4 separate regions of the Mus musculus genome follow, and regions 1, 3 and 4 are each linked to region 2. Evidence: chromatin contacts called from public HiChIP or PLAC-seq data. All regions are on one chromosome and are shown on one strand. Each heading gives the region's core, a stretch centred on a gene start, on an enhancer-like site or on the middle of the called end of the contact. The rest is flanking DNA. Distances are from core to core; before and after follow the strand shown.

Region 1 (2,875 bases), core at 57-2,556, 180 kb before region 2:
ATAGCCATTTTAAAAAGCTCTTTTTAAAGCAACACTGCATTAAGTGGTCCCTCTGTTAAAATGGGTTATATGTACATGGCTAAAGTTTAAAGCATGTGGGTGCGTATCGCTGTTCACCTGTGAGCTGGGAGGCCTGACGTAAAATCAGATTATATTCTGATTGAAGGCTATGAATGCTGAAGTATATATACCTCTCAGACACCTGTAATCCCATGCATAGTCGTAACATGTGACTCAAACAAGTTTGTAGGATGCTAGTGGGCTATGGTCTGGTTTTCCCCATGCAGAGCAAAAGTCCCTGTGTTCTGAGACAGTGTGTGGAGTGGACCAGTCAGGAAAAGAGCCTTGGGAAACACCAACTAACTTTCTCCTACCAGTCTGACTGAGCAGGCGGCCATTCCCTCAGTACAGTTGGGAAGCAGGTTCCTTTTGGCATGTCCACTGAAGGCTCCCTGAATATTTCATGATACCATTTGCCTTCCCAGAAGGAGCTCAGAAGGGCTGAAACCATTTGTGGGCACAGGAGGTGAGCTACAGGACTAGTGCTGAGATGAAGCAGGTTGGCCTGTGTCATCTCCCCAGAACCATCACCAAACTAGAAACCCCGAAAGACAGTTCAAAGCCGTGGAGAGAGCAAGGAGAAGAGGCCATCTAGGTGGTTCCAGGCACCAGGGAGGAGCCTTAGAGAGGAAGGTAAAAACAATGCTAAGCTGATCATCAGATGACCATGCCATGTGGTGAGTCAGAAACTAGAGACTTATTTTCCATTCACAGGGAAGAACTTGGCTCAGATGCAGGTCCACACGAGGACCGTGGAATGATGAAGCCAGAAAGGGCCACATTTCTTTTCTGTTCCCAAATAACTATTTTGCAGATTGAGAAATGGAAGGCCTGGTTTAGCCAATCACTAGGGTCATTCTGATACATAGTATCCATGTTTCCATTCTGCCCACTTCTAGCTCATAGCTTGGTCAGCAACCCGAGTGATCTCTTAGATGGGTACCACATCCTCTCACCATCCATTGGTTTTAATCCTCGATGGCTTCCATGCTCCTATGGAATTAAACTCACTCCCCATTACCAAATGACATTACACAGGGCTCTTGCACTGTGCTTGCAATTCATCCTTTCTCCCTTCCAAATCACCTGGCCTCCAACCAGCCAACTTGCTATTGCTCATGATGTGCCAACATGGCTGTCTTTGCTTGCTGCCTGCTCTCGGCCTCAGATTCTCTTTACTGGTCTCTTCTCCATGCTTGCATTTACACTTGGAGATGGTTTCGATTTTCCCCATCAACACACATACCACTGAGTCACATACCACTGAGTCATCCCCTATCACATGTCTCTGTTTATGTTCTTTATAGCACTTACTACTAGAGGAAATTAGCTTATTCTACTCATTTTGCTCACTTGTCTCTTTTTCTCACTAAGCTATAAACTATATGAGGTCATAGATGTCTTCCTCTCTATTATATTGCTGTCTCTGGGAATAGTGTAGACTTAATCTTGTAAACAAGCAAATCTCTATTGAACACTTTTTTTTTTATTATTTCACTACGTTGCTTCTTGCTGATAATGATTTGAAAATTACTTTGTACTTGTGTCTGGAGATAATGTGAAGTCACACAGGAGACAAGCTAGCTCTCATCACAGAGGCTGAGAGTTGAAAGGTGAGAGCTTAGCTCTGTGCTTGCTGCTGAGAGTCAGGGTTTGGAAAGATTAGAGACAGACCACCTGTCTGAGCATTGTCCAAGGTCAAGGTCTAAAACCTGGGCACGTCGACTAATACCAAATGTCTTTATCTATAAGTTATCACTTGTTACATAATAAATTATTCCCAAACTCGATATTTTACTCTCATTTAGGGACACTTTTCTGTTCACTGGAAATTCATTCAGAAAGATGGGATAGGATGAAATGAATGAAGAGCAGGAAAAGGACCAGAAATTAAATTCCATTTCAAATTAGTCTTTGTCTGTGGTTTGGCGGCAAAACCTGAAGGAGGAGGTTAAGAATATTGGTTGATAAATAAGCAAAATATCCTATTAAAAAAAGGTTAAAAAAAAGAATATTGGTTGAGATGAGGCCTCAGTGTAGCTGGGGATTCTTATGATGCATGCACAAAAGAGAACTATGCTTACAGTGATGATGAGTGTGGTGATGAAGGGCACAAACCATTAAACAAATATTTATTGAGGACCAACTATGCACCACCAACTATGCGCATAGCATCAAAAAATAAGAACAACCACAAACTCTGCCCTTGAAATCTCAAGTCCAAAAGGGGACATGGAGAAAACAGCACTGCTACCCCCTGCTCGTGGGATCTTAGCCATCTGGGACTTGTTCTCTATTGTCAGAGTCAGTGGGAGCTTCTCCTTAACATTCTCTCTCCTTCCAAGGTGCTGTTTAAAAATGGAGTCTGATGGAGAGAGATGGAGTGGGGTGGGGGGATGACCTCTGCATGTGTTGGAGGTGAGCAGTGACAGTTTAGACAGCTTGATCAGCTCTGTTTGTCTAAAGGTTTCTACAGCTTAGAGAGGCTTAGCTCAAATGCCTCCTTTGACCCACACTCCTCATGAATGTTTGTAAAGATGTGGGGCAATTCTGACATCATATCAAAGCACAGTAGGGAAATGATCCATTTCCAAGTTCACTTACAGGGTGGCTGGCAGGATTCAGTCCACGGTCAACTTGGCTGTTCACCGGTTGTTGGCTAGAAGATGCTTTCTGTTTCTTACCGTAATGCCCTGCCATAGCTGTAACCAACAGCTGAGTTACACGAAGTGAGATGAGACAGAGTAAGTGTAACAATAGTAAGTCAGTCTGGGGCTGGAGAGATGGTTCAATGGTTAAGAGGGCTGACTGCTCT
Region 2 (2,917 bases), core at 149-2,648:
AGAGTGCTGACCTCCTCATAGAAGAGGTGCAGCCCCAGACGATTATTATTATTATTAACAACAACATCATCGTTATCACCATCTCTCTCCAATAAGTAAAAAACTCAATTAAAACCTCACCCTCTAAGCTCCACAAGTTCCATCTCAGCCCGTTTTTTTCATGCTTAACGATTTTCTCATTAAATGCAGTAATTTCTTACAAATTGCACTAATAAAAGTAAGTCCTGCTGGGTGTTCCCTCCCTTTTTAAATGCTGTCTTTTCATTGATGTGTTAAATTAAAACCGCAGGCGCAGGGAGCAGAGTAAATGCAAGTCTTTATTGTCAGATTCTATTCCTAAGGACTATGAGAGCTCTCTTGTTTTATTTTTGTTTTTATTTGTGTTAACTGTGAGTCCTACTTCTGTAGCTACAAGAAAGGAAGATATTGAAGGCCTCTCGACCTTAGTTTACCCTGTAGTGTGAGCTAAGAAGAAACTAGAAAAGTAACATCCAGTGAGGTGAGGTTGTAGGCTGTGAACCCAAGCACATGATACAAAGCATAACAACATATCATTCTAAAATCTGGATGGATAGTATTCCTCATCTGAAACAGTTGGTTTTAAGACCAGATCTCCTCCAGGGCCGATGGCAATTTTTAAATTCCATGGTCAATGGAAGAACTCCATAGCATATTATGATTTTGTTGGTTTTTTTTTTCATTAAAAACACATATGTTAAACATTAAAAGCCCACTGAACATTTCTCAGAAAGCATAAAGATCATCAATTAACACAAGAAATATAGCAACATAGCAGTGTAATACAGAACAAAGATTATTCTCTCTCTGAAATGATTCATCCTCTCCAGCTCCAGAAAAAAAGAAATACATTTGAAGAGAGAGGGAGAGAAAAAAAAAAAAAACCTACACCAAGCTACCATAAGCAAGCAAGCAAAGGAAGACATTCTGTTAAATACGCAAGCGATGTCTTTTGGCTCATTTATGTAAACTGTACGACAGATGGTTATGTACAGTATATGCCATACTCCTAAAAGAATGCACTGGGCTCATTGAGAGTCAGGAAGGGAAGAGAAAGATGGCTTCCACAAGTTCCTAAGGTCCCAGAACTCTTACACTTGGCAAAAGTTACTAAGTAAAAGAGATACAGGGAAATTAAGAGCCTTACCACCATGGTCTGCTCCTATTCCAGATGGACAGTAAGAAGAAAGCAAGTGCAAGGTGACAGTGCTTTGCAGTAACTGTCTGGAGTCTACCTGAGTAGGTGTTGATGTCATCCACTGCTGCAGGGATGACATCAGGGATAAAGCAGAAGGAACCAAGTAGCCATAGTAACAGCATAGCTTAGAGGAGACAGTCTGGAACAGGGGACCAGTCTGGCAATGGGATCCAATTAAAACTTGGTAATTGAATGAAATTGAAATTCATGTATCAGCTGACACTCCAGAGTGAGTGATGAGTCAGCCTCCACACAGGCAGCCAGCAATGAAAGGTGCTTCTGTGCACACCAGAGCAGAGGCAGCACACTGTTTACACAGCACATCAAGAATCTGCGTCACTCTTGAAATATCACTACCAGGCATTTCAGAAAACCATATTCTACATAAATCCTCTAGAACTCCACTAACACCCTTTGTTAATCCAGCTCCTTTCCTTAAGAACTCCTCAGATCGTCTCCTTTTTCTCTCATTTACATTATTTTCTATTGCTTAATGAAGAACATTTAATATCTAGAGTTCAAAATACAGAAAAGCTATATTTCTCTAGGTGGTAGTTAATCTTCTTTGCCAACTCTCCTGGACTTGGGATCACCTAGGAAACATATCTCTGTTGTATCTTTGAGGGAATTTCCAGAGTTTAACTGAGAGAAAACCCACCTTCAATGTGAGTAGTTGTGGTGGTTTGAACAGGAATAGCCCCACAGACTCATATGCTTGGTCACTAGGGAGTGGCACTATTAGGAAGTCTGGCCTTGTTGGAGTAGGTGTGGCCTTGTTAGAGGAAGAGTGTCACTGCGTGTGTGCTTTGAGGTTTCCAATGCTCAAACCAAGCCCAGTATCTCTTTCTCTTCCTGCTGCCTGGGGATCAAGATGTAGAACTCTTAGCTACCACTCCAGCACCTTGTCTGCCTACCTGCCACATGTTTCCCACCATGATGATAACGAACTAAGGCTCTGAACCTGTAGACCACCCCCAATGAAATATTTTCCTCTATAAGAGTTGCTGTAGTGAGTGTGTGTCTCTTCCTTCACAGAAACGGAACATTGACTAAGACATAAGTGACAACTCATGGACTGGGTCCCAGACTGAAAATAAGAGAAAACAAGCAGAGAACCAGCATTCATGTCTCTCTGACTCATGGCTGTGGCTGCAGTGTGAGCAGCTACCTCACATCCTGCTGCCATGTTTTCCCTACTACTAAGGACAGTCTCCCTACAAACTGTGAGCCAAAATAAAGAATTTCTTCTGCAAGATGCTGTTGTCAAGAATTGTGCCATTGCAGTGAGAAAAGTAACTAATATGTTCTGTTTCTTCTTTCTTAGGTTTAGAATTTGGAAACTGATTGAAATAATCAAAGAAAAAATTCTGGTGCAACTCAAAAATTCAAATTTTTGTTCCTTCCAAGCTCTCATCTGTTAGAGTTAACAACACGAACAAAGTAGCTCACTATGAGCTGGCGGGGTGCAGGCATCAGAGGAAAACATTTTAGTCATTTTGTCTCACTGGTGATGGACTCACTAACTACATTACCAAGATAACAAATTACATATACTATAAGAAAACAATAACTAGACATTACTACCTATAGGCTCTGAAAGCAAAGGCATTTTCAGAGTACGTCTGGGAAAGAGAAAAGATAATGGGTTTTTGTTTTTCAGATAGAAAAGCATGAGCAAGCATAGACAGAAAAGAAAGCTCC
Region 3 (3,152 bases), core at 150-2,649, 140 kb before region 2:
TTTGCAGCTCTCTGCCTCCAAACTGGTTCCTGACTATTCAGCCTGTCTTTTGTTTCCGTTCTGTTGAGGTTTGTTAACTGCTAGCTAATTAGTATTCTAAACACTTCCCATTTACTTGAACTCATCAACCACAGGACCTTGCTGCCCACTTTACTGAGAAAACTGGGGTCAGCTGTTCACATGCCATCACACACACACACACACACACACACACACACACACACACACCCATACACACACACATATACAAACATACATACACAAACACACAAACATACACATATATAGATGCACACAAAACACACAAACACGCACACAAACATGCATACATACACACACATACACATATATTCGCACACATATACACACATACACATGCACACACAAACACACACATACACACATATATACACAAGTGCACAATACACACACACACACACACACACCCCTCCCTTCTACTTCTCAGCACTCCCTCTTGACCTCTGCAAATGTCTGTTTACCTAGCCTGTTCCCCTCCCTATCTGAGAAGCAGCACAACACCTTCTACCCAAGATGACCCTACATCTCTGTTCTTCATCCCAGTTCACCCCAGTACCATCTAGAAGTTTCCACGTGAGCCTGGCCTTTCTCACCACCACCTGCAGTGAGCCCTCTCAGGCATCTTTAATCACTTTCCCTTCCTGGCTCTGGCTCTTTTATAGATGGGCATGTTCAGGTCTATGATTCAGTCTTTCATCATCAACGCACACACATTCCTGTTTTTCCTTCTGGTTGCCTCCTTCAACTGAAACGATTCTTGGAAGATCTCTGATGACCCCACTACAAGGTCTTTTAGAGACTCCGCCCTCTTGTCTCCTTTGTATGTTAGTCCTGATCCCCCTGACCACCCAATCCCCCATTTCTCCTCTGTAACATCAGCTGCAGTGGCTAAGAGGACTAGTTCTACTCACACTGCCTTTGGCTAAGTCTTGTGCAAGCTATAGGCCAATGGGTTAAAAATCAACCACATACAGCAATCACCAGTTTCCTCCTCTGTCCCCCAACTTACATGAATGAAGGTAGGCCAGAACAGGGCATAAAACATAATGCAGTGCATGTAGGAAGGATAAGTGTAGCCATGGAACACACATGTCAGGGACACAGCACGTGAGTAGTGGTTGCCTAGTGATGGCGTAGCCATCTTGGTTCATGCACCTGTTATCTACTGATGAAATTGCCTATGACATCTTATTCAGGATATGTCCCTGTGGGTTAGGCAATACAGGACTGTGTTGTTAAGTGTATACTTTAGCAGTGAATTTTTGAAGTTTTTCTTCTCATTTGTTTGACTGTCCTGCTGTACAAGGAAGTGAAAAAGGACTCTTTCTAGACCTCTGTACTAACATAACATTTCAAAAGACCCAAGTTGAGCCATCCACGGTGACACCCCCGTGATCCCACCACTTGGTGCCTGGAAGCAGGAGGTTGTCCTTGGCTGAATAACAGGTTAGAGGTCAGCCTGGGCCACATGTGGCCTCAAAACCACAGAGCAAATCAACACAAGAAAATAAAAGTAAGGCTGTCTTCTGAAAATTGAAACCTCTTCTGAATTCCCTGTATTGCTAATGTCCCTTCCCATTCCTTAATCGCTCTGGGATCCCTCCCACTCCCAATAGCTGCCTTCCCTCTTCTCTCCCCCATCCTTTCTAAAGCAGGTACCTAGAGGTCTGTTCTTAGGATCTTCCTTCCTTCCTTCCTTCCTTCCTTCCTTCCTTCCTTCCTTCCTTCCTTCCTTTCTCTACTTTCCTCCCTTTCTTCTTTGCTTCCTTCTTCCTCTACCATTTGTCCTATCCTACTGTATAGTTCCAGACACTACTGTGTCTGACTCAGATAATGCTTCTAGCTCCTCTTCTGAGCTGCCAGTTTCCTAAAGTTCTCCTGGCTTCATTTAGGACCCCAATCTGTTTTTTGATAGCTGCAATATGATGCCATGAATGTTGCTGGACATTTCAAACTTCAGAGTCCTTGCCTGCAAAATAGAAATATTCTCACAGTGCTATTCTCAGAGCTGCAAATGTGCAGAGTTGGGATGTATATATGATGAATGGGTATATATGCATAATAAATACATAAAGCTGGAGAAAGGATCTACAAGGAGGCTGGAACTTGGATGTATGTGTGCTCTTTGCCAAGTCTTCAGTGTGGCGGTATTAAGTGGTGGGGGATTTGAGGGGTAGCTGGGCTTACATGAGGTCTTGAGAGCACAGCTCCTATAACAGCGATGATGAAGGATAGGAGGAAGAGGATGCAGGAAGGCAGTTTGCTGAGAACCAGGCAGAGAGAGGCCTTCCAGATCCAAACCACACTGGTACCCTGGCCTCAGATCCTCAGGCCCAAAACTGTGAGAAATGAATGGCTGGGTTTAAACATCTTAACTTCTGCTCTTTTGTTAGAGCAGTCCAAGCTAAGACAGATACTTTCCTGTGAAAATTTCCATGGCTCCCTATTATTGAATGAATAAAATGTTCCAACTCTTATCTTATTTCCTTAAATGTCCCTCAGTTTGGCCACAGTCTTTAATTTAAGCCTGTACTTTCCGATAGTCTCTGTTTTTGCATGAGACCATGTACCATCCCCCTACAGACATGCCCTTTCTTGCCTCCTCAGTCGCCTCTCTCCTGTCCTTGTCACCACAGTACAGCCTCATAGGAGGTGATCACAGAGCCTGTCTACAGCTAGCAGCTCCAACAGGGACTTGGGGAGCAGCCTGGTTGGGGGCTCAGGCACAGCAGGCATCTTAGGAGGGAAATGAACTGTTGCACATGGTAATCAGATTCCTGGGGCCCAGTGCAGACCTTCCTGCAGGTGTGAGGGGAGAAAACAGCCCATTCCTGATTCTCCTAAAGGAAGGGTGACTTCTCCACTACAACCTAAGCTCATTTCTTCTTCCAGTGAGAATAAACTGCAGGATCTCTCAGACACCCTACCCATTCCCAGTCTACACAGGGCCTTCTTCCCGCTTCTCTGCCATTCTCCTAGGCTTGTCACAAGTCACTGCCTTACCAGTCCCTCTGAGGGTCTGCCCTAACCCCAGCCTATCCATCAGCAACAGAGATACCAAAGTAAAGGAGCATGGGAGCACTTGTACACCAGAAAGGCCCTTTCTCTTTGGA
Region 4 (3,033 bases), core at 419-2,918, 240 kb before region 2:
GAAGGTCACTGGAGTTACAGAGAATTGTGAGCTGACAATCTGGGTGCTGGGAAAGAAATTCACTTCTTTGGGAACAGCAGCAAGCATTCCTCTCCACTGTTCCATCGAGCCAGCCCAGTCTCAATTTTAAATATGTCAGATCGTTCCTTTACCAAAGACGGCGAAGACAAGCCTCACTCCAGAACTGTATGGTCTCTAAATCAACGTACTCTAGGCAAAAAAGACCACATGCCTCGCAAAAACTAAATGGTCTGCTGACGCAAGCAGTTAGGTGTCAGCCGCCATCCATAGTCCACTTGGCCACTGTCACGGCACTCCTTCCTCCTGAGCTTCCTGGACAAGCTCTTGCTGGTTCCTTGACACTGTGAAGGCTGCCCCTGGTGGTCATCCGACTACATCTGGAACTAACTGAAACCCAACTGGCTGGGCACACCTACGAGGGATTTTTTCCCTTCTTCTTAAATAAGTCATTTGAAGTGGGAGAACCCACGTTTAATCCGGATCTTTGAGCTCTATTAATCTGGGTCATTCTTTCTGCTGGTAGCCCACATAAAGAACAGGGAGAGGGAGATTCCTCTCTCTGCCCTCACCCTCTCGGGCAAGTCCATTCCTGCGGTGGCATTAGAGCCTACTTCGTCAGGACTCGGGGGTATACTGAGCAACAGCTGAGACATCAGCCTCAAGGACTGAACTGAATTCTTAGACCTTCCATTGGTAGACAGCCACCGCTGGGATAAGTGGACCACAGCTTGTAAGCCACTCTAATAAATCCCATACAGACAGACAGACAGACAGACAGACAGACACACACACACACGCACGCACGCACGCACCCCTTCACTCTAAAGCTCTGCTCCCCTAGAGAACCCCGGCTAACACAGAGATGAAGGCTGTGTTCCTACTTACTGGCTGCAGCACTTTGCATCTGGCACAAAGTAGGTAATCAATCAATGTACACAACATGCTGAGAAGAATTCAGGGGAAAGCTAGTTAGTGTTGCAAGGCACATGAAGTAAACACAAGGGATCCAGCGTTGGAGCAAAGAAGAGAGATCAATAGGCCTGAATTTGCTGCAGAAAAGATTTCTGAAATTCAAGTTAAATTTACCATAAAGACCCTGTTAGTACCAAGAGGAAATGACAGAGACAGTCTGTGTAGAAGCTTCTGTCTAGTGTTTTAATTCTGTTTGTGTATTATATGCACATGTTCATGTGTATACAGGCGTGAACGGGTGTGATATGTGCATGGGGGCCGAGGTCCACGCCATGTGTCTTTGTCGATCACTGTACCTTATTTTTGGGGACAGGGTCGTTTATCCATCTGGCTAAGCTGGCTGGCCAATGAGCTCTAGGGACCTGCCTGACTCTGCTCAAACCCAGTGCCATACTCAAGTTTCCATTTTGGGGCAGCAGGCATTTGGCTCACTGGTTATTTTTTATTTTTATTTATTTATTTTTTTAAGGAAAAAAAGGTTTTACTAACTTCACTGTATTTCAAGACTCAAGCTCCATTTGTAATTACTAAGAACGTTCAGTGATGGGACCCAGCTCCACTGACCAGGCTCAGCCTGGGTCTGCGGCAGCCTGCTCAGCGTGGGCAGGAGGGAGATAAACAGCTGGCTGAACCAACAGGGACTCCCAGTTCTCCTCTTCCCCGACTGACTCAGGTCTGACTGAGACGGTCACACCCAGATCATACTCCTCTCAGAGAGATGGGAAGGAGTGAGATCAAGAGGAGACTGTAGCATCAAGTCGCTGCGACCGTGAGGCAAAATTCACACAGCTTTGGAAGAGACCCCACTGTGGAGCTCAGCTGCATGGAAACCTCTTGTTAACCACGGAAACCCTGAGTTCACGACAGTAATACAGGGCAACCACATGAACTGAATGTCCACAGGGAAGAAAGAAGGTCTTAAAATGGATGTGCTGACTCATAAAAATAATAAATAAATAAAGGTGTAACCATGGGAGGAAAGAGGATTCCTCCTAAATATGGAACACATATAATTCTCAAAATGCACTCTGCCTTCTCAGCCACTGCCCACACCTAATCCCATTCTGATGGCAGAGCCAGGAATTTCTCCGGCTTTGATTTTCCACAGTTCATTACTGAGGCCTATAATTTCCTGCTCAGTTTAACGCAGGCTCATCATCCTGAATGATATCTGTAGCATCTCTGTTTGTGGCTTTGACACATCAGGAAAGTAGCAGCAGACAAAAAATAAAAAGTGGAAATGAAAAGTTTCACAGGGGAAATCTGCACATCTTGAACCCTCGTCCTGGGCGGCTGCTGTGCCTGCCTGGGATGCAGCCTGGGAAGAAACCGGAAAAGCATCTCATCTGTCCTGGGATGATGTAAGCAGCGCTGTGCTCAGACACACTGCTGTGGTCAATCATCTCTAAGGCCTTTGTCTGTGCCCGCCTGAAAACAGTTGCTATGCTTGGTCTATCTCTGAGGAAGACACACCTAGGAAAATAAAGATGTGTAAAATGACATAAATGGACGCTACATTAAACATTGTGTAGCCGACTCCCCCAGCGAAGGAGACAACAGCTCCTGAGAAAAGCAGAGTGTGGTGGCACTAAGGAACTCCTGTGTGCTGCTGGGAAGGTAATGCGGTTCACAGGCAGACACTGGGGGGCTGCTGGCCTTCTAAGTCTCCTCAGAGTGCAGGCTCGGAAGCTCTGCAGAGCCTCAGAGACAAGGCAAGCTAGTACATGGAATGGAGAATGCTATGCAGCTAGCCAAAGCAGAGAAGCTACACACAGATGTTAAAGTGTGAGCCCAGGCATGCTCAGAGCAAAGAACTGGGGTTGTTTCAAGCCCGCCACCCAACGAACAGCGAGAAGCTACCACTTCCCATTCATGCCCCCTGCCATAGCTGAGCATAACTAGCTTTGCTGAGCTATAACATTTGCCCAAGGAAATAAAATCATGTTCCCCAAAGCTGAGGTACCCCTGCCCTTTGGCTTTTCCAGTTAGGGGTTCTCTGTGTAGCCCTGTAGACCAGGCTGGCCTCAAACTCTGCCTGCC

What was found. HiChIP or PLAC-seq counts read pairs in DNA pulled down with a chosen protein or histone mark.
Region 1: a FOXA1 HiChIP or PLAC-seq map of pancreatic cancer cells shows a contact between it and region 2. The contact joins two enhancer-like sites. A contact is called at or near these places in 4 of 484 Hi-C or Micro-C datasets (the HPC-7 cell line, myocytes, nephron progenitors and 1 more) and 1 of 115 datasets of contacts at active chromatin or transcription factors (pancreatic cancer cells).
Region 3: a contact with region 2 is called in an HNF4G HiChIP or PLAC-seq map of pancreatic cancer cells. The contact joins two enhancer-like sites. A contact is called at or near these places in 2 of 484 Hi-C or Micro-C datasets (the N1E-115 cell line and nephron progenitors) and 2 of 115 datasets of contacts at active chromatin or transcription factors (embryonic stem cells and pancreatic cancer cells).
Region 4: a contact with region 2 is called in a FOXA1 HiChIP or PLAC-seq map of pancreatic cancer cells. The contact joins two enhancer-like sites. A contact is called at or near these places in 1 of 484 Hi-C or Micro-C datasets (embryonic stem cells), 2 of 115 datasets of contacts at active chromatin or transcription factors (pancreatic cancer cells and stem cell-derived neural progenitor cells) and 1 of 9 other capture datasets (embryonic stem cells).

The regions. Positions count from the first base shown.
Region 1 is chr1:72,548,947-72,551,821 of GRCm38.p6, reverse strand. It overlaps a transcript of Smarcal1 not described here. Among named protein-coding and RNA genes, the nearest start is that of Marchf4, 13 kb to the right of the region's middle. Within about 2 kb of position 1,306, at least 10 of the 459 cell types and tissues checked have an H3K27ac peak or open chromatin away from gene starts, as enhancers often do. A contact at or near this core is called in pancreatic cancer cells, where this site is marked.
Region 2 is chr1:72,371,187-72,374,103 of GRCm38.p6, reverse strand. The region is part of intron 16 of Xrcc5 (X-ray repair complementing defective repair in Chinese hamster cells 5); the gene reads right to left. Among named protein-coding and RNA genes, the nearest start is that of Gm39661, 40 kb to the left of the region's middle. Within about 2 kb of position 1,398, at least 59 of the 459 cell types and tissues checked have an H3K27ac peak or open chromatin away from gene starts, as enhancers often do. A contact at or near this core is called in pancreatic cancer cells, where this site is marked.
Region 3 is chr1:72,507,323-72,510,474 of GRCm38.p6, reverse strand. All of the region lies in intron 1 of Marchf4 (membrane associated ring-CH-type finger 4), which reads left to right. Among named protein-coding and RNA genes, the nearest start is that of Marchf4, 28 kb to the left of the region's middle. Within about 2 kb of position 1,399, at least 10 of the 459 cell types and tissues checked have an H3K27ac peak or open chromatin away from gene starts, as enhancers often do. A contact at or near this core is called in pancreatic cancer cells, where this site is marked.
Region 4 is chr1:72,607,981-72,611,013 of GRCm38.p6, reverse strand. The region is part of intron 9 of Smarcal1 (SWI/SNF related matrix associated, actin dependent regulator of chromatin, subfamily a-like 1); the gene reads right to left. Among named protein-coding and RNA genes, the nearest start is that of Smarcal1, 26 kb to the right of the region's middle. Within about 2 kb of position 1,668, at least 25 of the 459 cell types and tissues checked have an H3K27ac peak or open chromatin away from gene starts, as enhancers often do. A contact at or near this core is called in pancreatic cancer cells, where this site is marked.